2 separate regions of the Gossypium hirsutum genome follow, and region 1 is linked to region 2. Evidence: chromatin contacts called from public Hi-C data. All regions are on one chromosome and are shown on one strand. The core of a region is the stretch at or near the end of the contact, and the rest is flanking DNA. Distances in the headings are between cores, read along the strand shown. Region 1 has its middle 27 kb from the start of LOC107956517. Region 2 holds the start of LOC107917412 (cysteine-tryptophan domain-containing zinc finger protein 3).

Region 1 (3,820 bases), core at 926-3,425, 47 kb before region 2:
AACAATTCCAAGGTAGACTTTACTTGCTTCTCTTACCACATAATAAAAAAAGAAATCTTTTGCTCAAAATATACTGAAATAACATCTACCAACTTGCTTGGCATCTGATAGTTTGGTATGAAATAGAGTGTAAGACATGAGCCAACAGAATGACCAGTGTTAGGGAAGTCGGTAAAGAAACACAGACTTAAGTTGCAAGTCACTCATCATTTAAACTCGGAACAGAGGATGTCAAGCATAACTTCTAAATTGTAGTTTCCTGTTTCTATTTAAAGGGAAACAATGCATTAAAAAAGGCATTTGCATAAAAGCCCCTTCACATGATAAGCAACAAATATATATTATATAAATGAAATTATCAGGAAAACATAATCAGTAATGATTGTTATACCCATAAGGACTCTAAGGATATTTTAGTAACTACCTGCTACTTATATGCCTTCTGTATAAGGTGATAGCCTCCATAAAGGCAAGCAAGGGTGACTCTCTACATTTTCCTCTTGTTTTATGTACATGCTCCCTCAAATTATGGAGTAATGACCGATTTGAGCTCCATAGTACGTGCCAGAGCACCAACTCCAGCACACCCCGACCATTTTAGTTTTGCAGGTTTCCTCACCAAAAGATTACAACCAATTTGGTCATGACAATAATAACTACCATATAAGAGTTTTCTTTCGATGTTGCTTCAGTTATGCACTATTATTATCAAAATGTACCATGATTAAACCGCATTGTTCACTTCCATTGTTCTTAATACTAAGTTCATTTAGTTACACCCCATTGTCACCAGTGAAAGTAAAATTCTCAGACAAATTATTCAATAACATTTCAATGCTGAACCAAAAATTGCATACAAAACTAAATAAACTAATGATTGAAAATTTTACCGCGGCACGGTTGCGGGGATGATTGTAACGGCAACTATTACCGTAACCACAAAACCCCGTTCGCATGTAGTAAACACAATCAGTCACCCCGAGCCGTTCCGGGTACGATTCGACGCCCCTCACCGACAATTGCCACCTCGATTCTGTACCACAACAAAAAAACATGAATAAAACCCTAATTCACTCTCCGCATTATTAATCGAAAAAAAAAACCCTAAAACAAGCTTTAACAGAGAAACATCATCACAATGCGAGTAGAAAGAGGAAAAGAAAAAATCCATACACATTGAAATGAACGGAAAAAAATACCTTCCAGTCCAGTTTCGGGCCCAGCGGGGCTCCATTCGGGTTGATAACCGGATTGAGACCCATTACGAGTCGGGTTACGACCGTACAACTCCATCGAAACGGGATTTGATTGTGTGGGTGGGGGCGAGGGTGGTCCGTAGAACAATAATAACCTTACCGACTTCGCCGGAAAAAAATCAAACAAAAAAAGAAAATGGAAGGTTCAACGGAGATAAATGGAATGTTCTAGAAAGATCGAAAAGAGCTCAATCGAGAGCTGAAATTTGCTAAGAAGAAGAAGAAGAGAGAAAAGAGAATCCTTTTCACTATGTGTGAGCTTTGCTTCTTTCGCTCTCTAAAAATACCGTACGGTTTGATTTTCGGAGGGTTGTTTTTTTTTAATTTTAGCCTTGTTTGATTATTTTATTTATATATTATTTATTATTTATTTCGTACCCGCCAAATAAAGCGCACCTGCAAAAATTGGTAAACATTTTTGGAACAGTGGCTCGGACATTTAAAAACAAAAAGGTAAATTCCCATGAATGGTCCCTGATTTATATTAATCTTTGTACTATAATTTTATCATTTCTAAATGTTTTGTTGTTCAAAATGTAGTTTTTTGTGTGAATTCCTTCAAGTAATTTGACATTGGATCAATTTTTTTCTTAAATATATCATGATGCAACATATAGACCAACTTTTTTTTCGTATAATTTGACAATTATTATATTTTTTTAAATGTGCAAAAAATTTGTTCAACTATATAAAATTGCTAAGTATATGTATTACGTCATCACATGTTTAAAAAAACATATCAATTCATCTAACATAATTAAGGAAAAACATTAACCTCAATATTGAAAATACATATTTCAAAAAAATAAATGAATTAAAAAGGATCAAATTATAATAATGAGACTCAGATGCGCATAGTGCAGGGACTTCGCATGAAATTTGGCCAAGCAAAAGCAGGTAACCGACACTTGTAGTAACTGAAATTACCTTGTAACCCTTAGATTTTGTTCGAGTCTAGTTCAACTTCTGGCTGGATAGTGATGACGTCAGTCCTGCTTCGTTGCATTTCATTAACTTGTTACATCATCCTTTTTTTTAATGATAATTATTATTTAATTTATTTAATCTTGCACTTACGGATTTAAAATGTGGATATTTATATCAAAATAACAACCGGTCATAATAACACATGTTAACTTAAATAGAGCAGCGATTAAAACTCTTGTTAGACACTCATTTGGCACGGAATTAAACCGTGTTACTCCTATCCCCTACCCCTAATATTGTATAAAAAAATTAATCATATAAACACATCAAATAAATAATACTAAATGCACTATAATTGTGCATGTTGTTATAATCAATTATGAGTTAGTGTCGAGTTGACTAACAACATATATGCAATATGTACAGAATTAAAATAAAAATGAACTTATGAATAAAAGATATTTTAAATAGGTAATGCACTCCAATTATTTATCATAGTATTGATATTTTTCTATAACAAGTTAAAAAGTTATCAAGTTAGTGAAAGAAAATTCAATATTAAATTTTTATTTTTTAAAAATTAAATATCAGGTTGACTTATTATACCAACACAATTAGTGACATTATTTATACACACGTATGTCCACATGACCAAAACCTGATGAGAGAAAACATTTTATGTTAAAATTTAATATTTTTTTAAAAGTTACTTTAGAATTATTATTAGTGTAGTGATAAATAATTTATTTATAAATCCATTAAACGCATATTCAACTCTTAAACATATTAATTTTAGTTTTTTATTTAAAAACTATATAAATGTATGAAATAATAAATAGGTCATCAAAATAGTAATAGTAGTCATTTAATAAATGAGTATATTAGTTATTTTTTAAACGAATTGGTACCTAATTAACTTGTGACATTAACTCAGTCAATATTTTTATTAATAATATAAATAAATAGATTATGGCGCGCGAGTGAAAAACAAATAATGTTTTTAAAAAAAATTGTAAAATAATGAGAATTTGGTTAAAATAATAAAGTTCAAATGTCGTGGTGCAATTTCCATTATATGTTAGTTTTTGGTAATTTATCACAAAGGTTTTTATATTAGGAATCAGATTGTATTTTACTCTTTTTACGAAAAATTGGGCAAATTAACCCTTGTACATTAGATCAAAGTGCAAGTTGGTCATTCTATTAAAAATTTTATCAATTTCAACTATTAAAAATCGATTCATGTGCATCAACATGACGTACACGTGGCACGTTAAATGTAACTTTCTGGTTATTCCGTCAACTACATCAAATTTTAAGAGCAAAAATGAATGAAATTTTTAATAGAAAGAACCAGTTTATTCTTTTAACTTAACGTATAAAGATTAATTTACCATTTTTTGAATAAATGGGTCAAAATGCAATCTAACTCCTAATACAATGACCTCTATGATACTTTTACTATTAGTTTTTATGGGATAATATCATATTTGGTATTCGGGCTTTGTCAAATCTTCTAATGCAGTACCTAAACTTTCAAAAAATTAATTTTGTACCGAACTTTACTGTCATTTGTTAATTATTGACTTGTCAAGACACATAACCCTATCATACGTGTCATTTTTGTCAATAATTTT
Region 2 (3,740 bases), core at 403-2,902:
CCAGTCTCTGAGGGATCGGCCCTACTCTCTATACTGCATAATTTGCAAACTAAGGCGTAGGTTTATGTTGGTGGATTCGACACCCATCATCCATGTCGCTCTTGATCACCTCTTTTGGTTCCTTTCGATGCCACTTACTTACAGTTTTCGATTCCCTCCTTGGTGCCGCTTTTAAAGAAATATCCCAACCAAATTCAACTTATTGAGATCTCAACGAAATACGGAGAGGACAGCAACTTTCGTCGTGCCCTAGATGGCCACACAGAAAACAAAATAGAGAAAGTCTTTTCATATTGAAAAGTAGCGTAAGTTGACTTATCTTTGCCATACACTATTCGTTTCTTTCTTTTTAAGGGGCTTCGGACATCCAAACATACTTTGATGTGCATGATCTTCCGTAAACCCTTTATTAGAATCTTTGTATCATAATCCAAAAGTTCCCCAATAAAGTTGCCCAATTGTCTTGCCATGCCTTCCGACATTGAACCCAATGGTAAATCATGTATTTGCACAAAAAAGTTGTGTAATGTAAGGGGAACAAGTAACGGATCCTCCCCTCTCATTAATTTATGAAATATTATTAGGTGTCGATTAAAGAACAAATGAATACCATTGATCAACCTTTTTAAATAAACTTTATTGTAGAATCGAAATAGAATATGTTTTTCCTCAATCTCTGATATGGTAACCTTTTCAATAGGATGCCACAATTCAGACAGAACATTTCTTAAGGATGGGAAGTGGATTGAACTATCTGTTAGCACTAGAGGTGCTCATGGGCCGGGCGGCCCGGCCCGGCCCGACGGCCCGCTCGAAATATGAGAGGGTTTGAATAAAAATATAGGCCCGAAATATGGGCTTGGGCAAAAAAATGAGGCCCGTTTAGAAAACAGGCTGGGCCTCGGGCACCACTTTTTTGGCCCGGGCCCGGCTCGATATAATAAATATATTTATTTTTAAATTTTTTTTAAATTTTAAAATATTTTTAAAATACTTTTTAAAATAATTTTTTTTAATTTTTAAAATAAATTTTTAGTATTTATTAAAAAAATAGGCCGGGTCGGGCCGGGCCTGAGCTTATGATTTTTTCCCGGGCCGGGCCTGGATAAAATTTCAGGCTCATATTTCAAGCCGGGCCAGGCCCAGGACTAGGACCCGGGCCGAATATTTTTATGGGCTCGACCCGAACCCGGCCCGGCCAATGAGCACCTCTAGTTAGCACCTTGCCTACTAAGCAGAGCCTGAAGTCATCGTCTCCTTCGTCAATCTCCTCTTATCCTGAAATAGGGTCGTCTTCCAAATCGTCTAAATTTAGATTAACAGAGAAAACCTAATCCAAAGAAAGGCTAACTTATGTTAATTGCAAATAATTAATAACTTACAAATATATTTAATGTTTTAAAAATTGAAGCAATGATTTAGATTTTCTTTTTACAACTTTTAAATAGTTGGTTCAAATTTTTTTGTTTAAATAATTATATTGATCCGTTTTTAATCCAATTAACCAATTTAATCGGATTTCAAGATCAACCACCACAATATTTTTTTTAATATTCAAATAAAAAACCTAAAATATACAACTTGAAAAGTAAAAATACTTAGAAATGATCAAAACAAAAAACGACGAAGAAGGAGAGAAGAGAAATAAAAATAAATAAACAAGCAAATAAAAGGCGGCTTCTTTGACACCAAAACCAGAGAGAGTTTCTCTTTCTCTCTCTCATTTTCTTACGTGCTAATTGATTCCAGCTAAAAGAGATCGCATCGAAAAAAAAGAACCAAAAAATTTCCCTACGAAACAATAAAATTCGAGGAGATCCTTGAGTTTAAATCGCTTTATTATTCTTTTCGGAAATTGAACCATTCTAAAATTTTGATTAGGTGTTTGAATTTGTGATCGAGTTTTTTGTTTTTATTTTTTATGGAAATTAGGGTAGAAGAGCCCCTTTCCTCATGGTGGGTTTTAGGGAGTTGTTCAAAATGGTAGGGAAAAAGACTCGTGGGATTCGAATAATAGAAAACTACGTTTGAGAATTTGATAATTCAGGTCAGATTTACTCTCCTTTTTTCTTAAAAAAAATGTTCTCTCTTTTTTTTGAATGATTTCGTTAGGGTGTAACGATACGAGGAAGGGGCTAGGATTAGGTTTTGGTGCAAGAGAAATGGAAGAGACTGAGCTTGAAGAAGGAGAGGCCTGTTCAAATAATGACAATGACGATGCTTATGATGACACATTCGGCCCCAAGAATGATCTATCTTCTCTCTCTTACATTGTAAGCAAACTTGGTGCTTCTTATTTCCTCTGATCTGCAAAAAGCTGGCTTTCATTTAAAAAAAAAAAAATTCTATGTTCATTTATATTGTTTTGACTCGTTTTTATTTCTTCATTTGTATTATAATTTCAGTTTAAATGTTTTTACCGTTTGTGTTACTTTCTTTATAACTTATGATTGGCTTTTAATTTTTTATTCCAATATTGCTAGTTTTGTGTGGTTTATGATGTACGTATCTAAAGAATTTAGCTTTTAAGAGGTTTAATTAGGTGAATAGAATTGTTTTCTACTACATGTGTAACGTGGTCATAAATGAAGGGTTTTGTTTAGTGTGTATGTAGTGGTGTATTCATAATTTTATGGTTTTCGAGTTGTTAGATGCGAGTTAGACACATGTTTACCGGAGAAGGCAATGCACATATATATATTTTTTGTTACAACTCACACACCTTTTGCAGGAGCAAACACTGGGTTCAATGCTCATAACTTTGCTTCCTTGTATAATTATGGTAATCTTGAATGTAACATTCATAATTGGAAGTTAGCTAAGTGAGATTCAAGTGACATTCTTTTCACTTTTGTTTTGATGTAAGGTTGGTGATGTTTTATTGTGGTAATGTTGAATATAACCTTGGGGATTTTGTAATTGGAAGTTAGAGAGTAAGATTCATGTGCATTAGTTACCTTATATAGTCTCCTTGTCTTATTAATTCTTTTAGATGATAATCATAATCAAGCATCTAATTAAGGGAAGATAATTTTTTTGTGCAATGTGTCTAGCATGATCATAAATAATTATTTTTGTTTTTGGTAGTGGTGCATGAATGGTTTTAGGGTTTTTGAATTGTTGGATGTGAGTTGGACACATGTTTAATGGGGAAGGAATTGATTGTAACTTTTTTCCATGTAAGGTTGGTGATGCTTAATTATGGTAATTTTGAAATTAACATTCGTAATTGGAAGTTAGCAGCTCTATAACTCAGACTCACCAAAATGGGAGTCACACATGTGTTGGCATGACACCACATGGCACTGGCAGATCTTGCCACTAAGTTTTGGGGGATTAATTGAGAATTTTCAAAAATTTTGACGAGCATAATTAAAACTTTCAAAATTTTAGAGGCTTAATGAGAATTTACAAAAAAAAAAACTGAAGGGGTCTAGTTAAAATTTTTAGAACTTTTGGAAGGCTTAATTAGAACTTTTAAATATTTTTGGGGCCTAATTAAAATTTTCAAAAAAATTTGGCCCCCCTGGCTCCTATGACCATCCGCACCTACAACATGGACAAGGGTGCGGGATATGTGTCCAATTCTTTAATCATTAAGATTAAGGCTAAGGCTCAATTAAAAATAAATGGCTCAAACAAGAATATTAGTCTAACCAGTTTTCCCTTACAACAATCATACCTAAAAAAATAGACAACATATCAATATGGTCTTCATCCATTATAATATTCACCTAAAT

The links. Hi-C and Micro-C count contacts between places; a contact is called where the count stands out from the background.
Region 1: a contact with region 2 is called in a Hi-C map of leaf, with 2.6 times the contacts expected there. The contact joins the enhancer-like site here to the promoter of LOC107917412 in region 2. A contact is called at or near these places in 19 of 34 Hi-C or Micro-C datasets (anther, callus, cotyledon and 4 more).

Annotation. Positions count from the first base shown.
Region 1 is chrD08:5,356,321-5,360,140 of Gossypium_hirsutum_v2.1, reverse strand. It overlaps the pseudogene LOC107953204. Among protein-coding and RNA genes, the nearest start is that of LOC107956517, 27 kb to the left of the region's middle. Within about 2 kb of position 2,175, at least 6 of the 9 cell types and tissues checked have an H3K27ac peak or open chromatin away from gene starts, as enhancers often do. A contact at or near this core is called in fibers, hypocotyl and leaf, where this site is marked.
Region 2 is chrD08:5,309,121-5,312,860 of Gossypium_hirsutum_v2.1, reverse strand. It overlaps LOC107917412 (cysteine-tryptophan domain-containing zinc finger protein 3), which reads left to right and starts at 1,652. Exons shown (of 14, transcript XM_016846767.2): 1 at 1,652-2,273. The coding sequence starts at 2,100.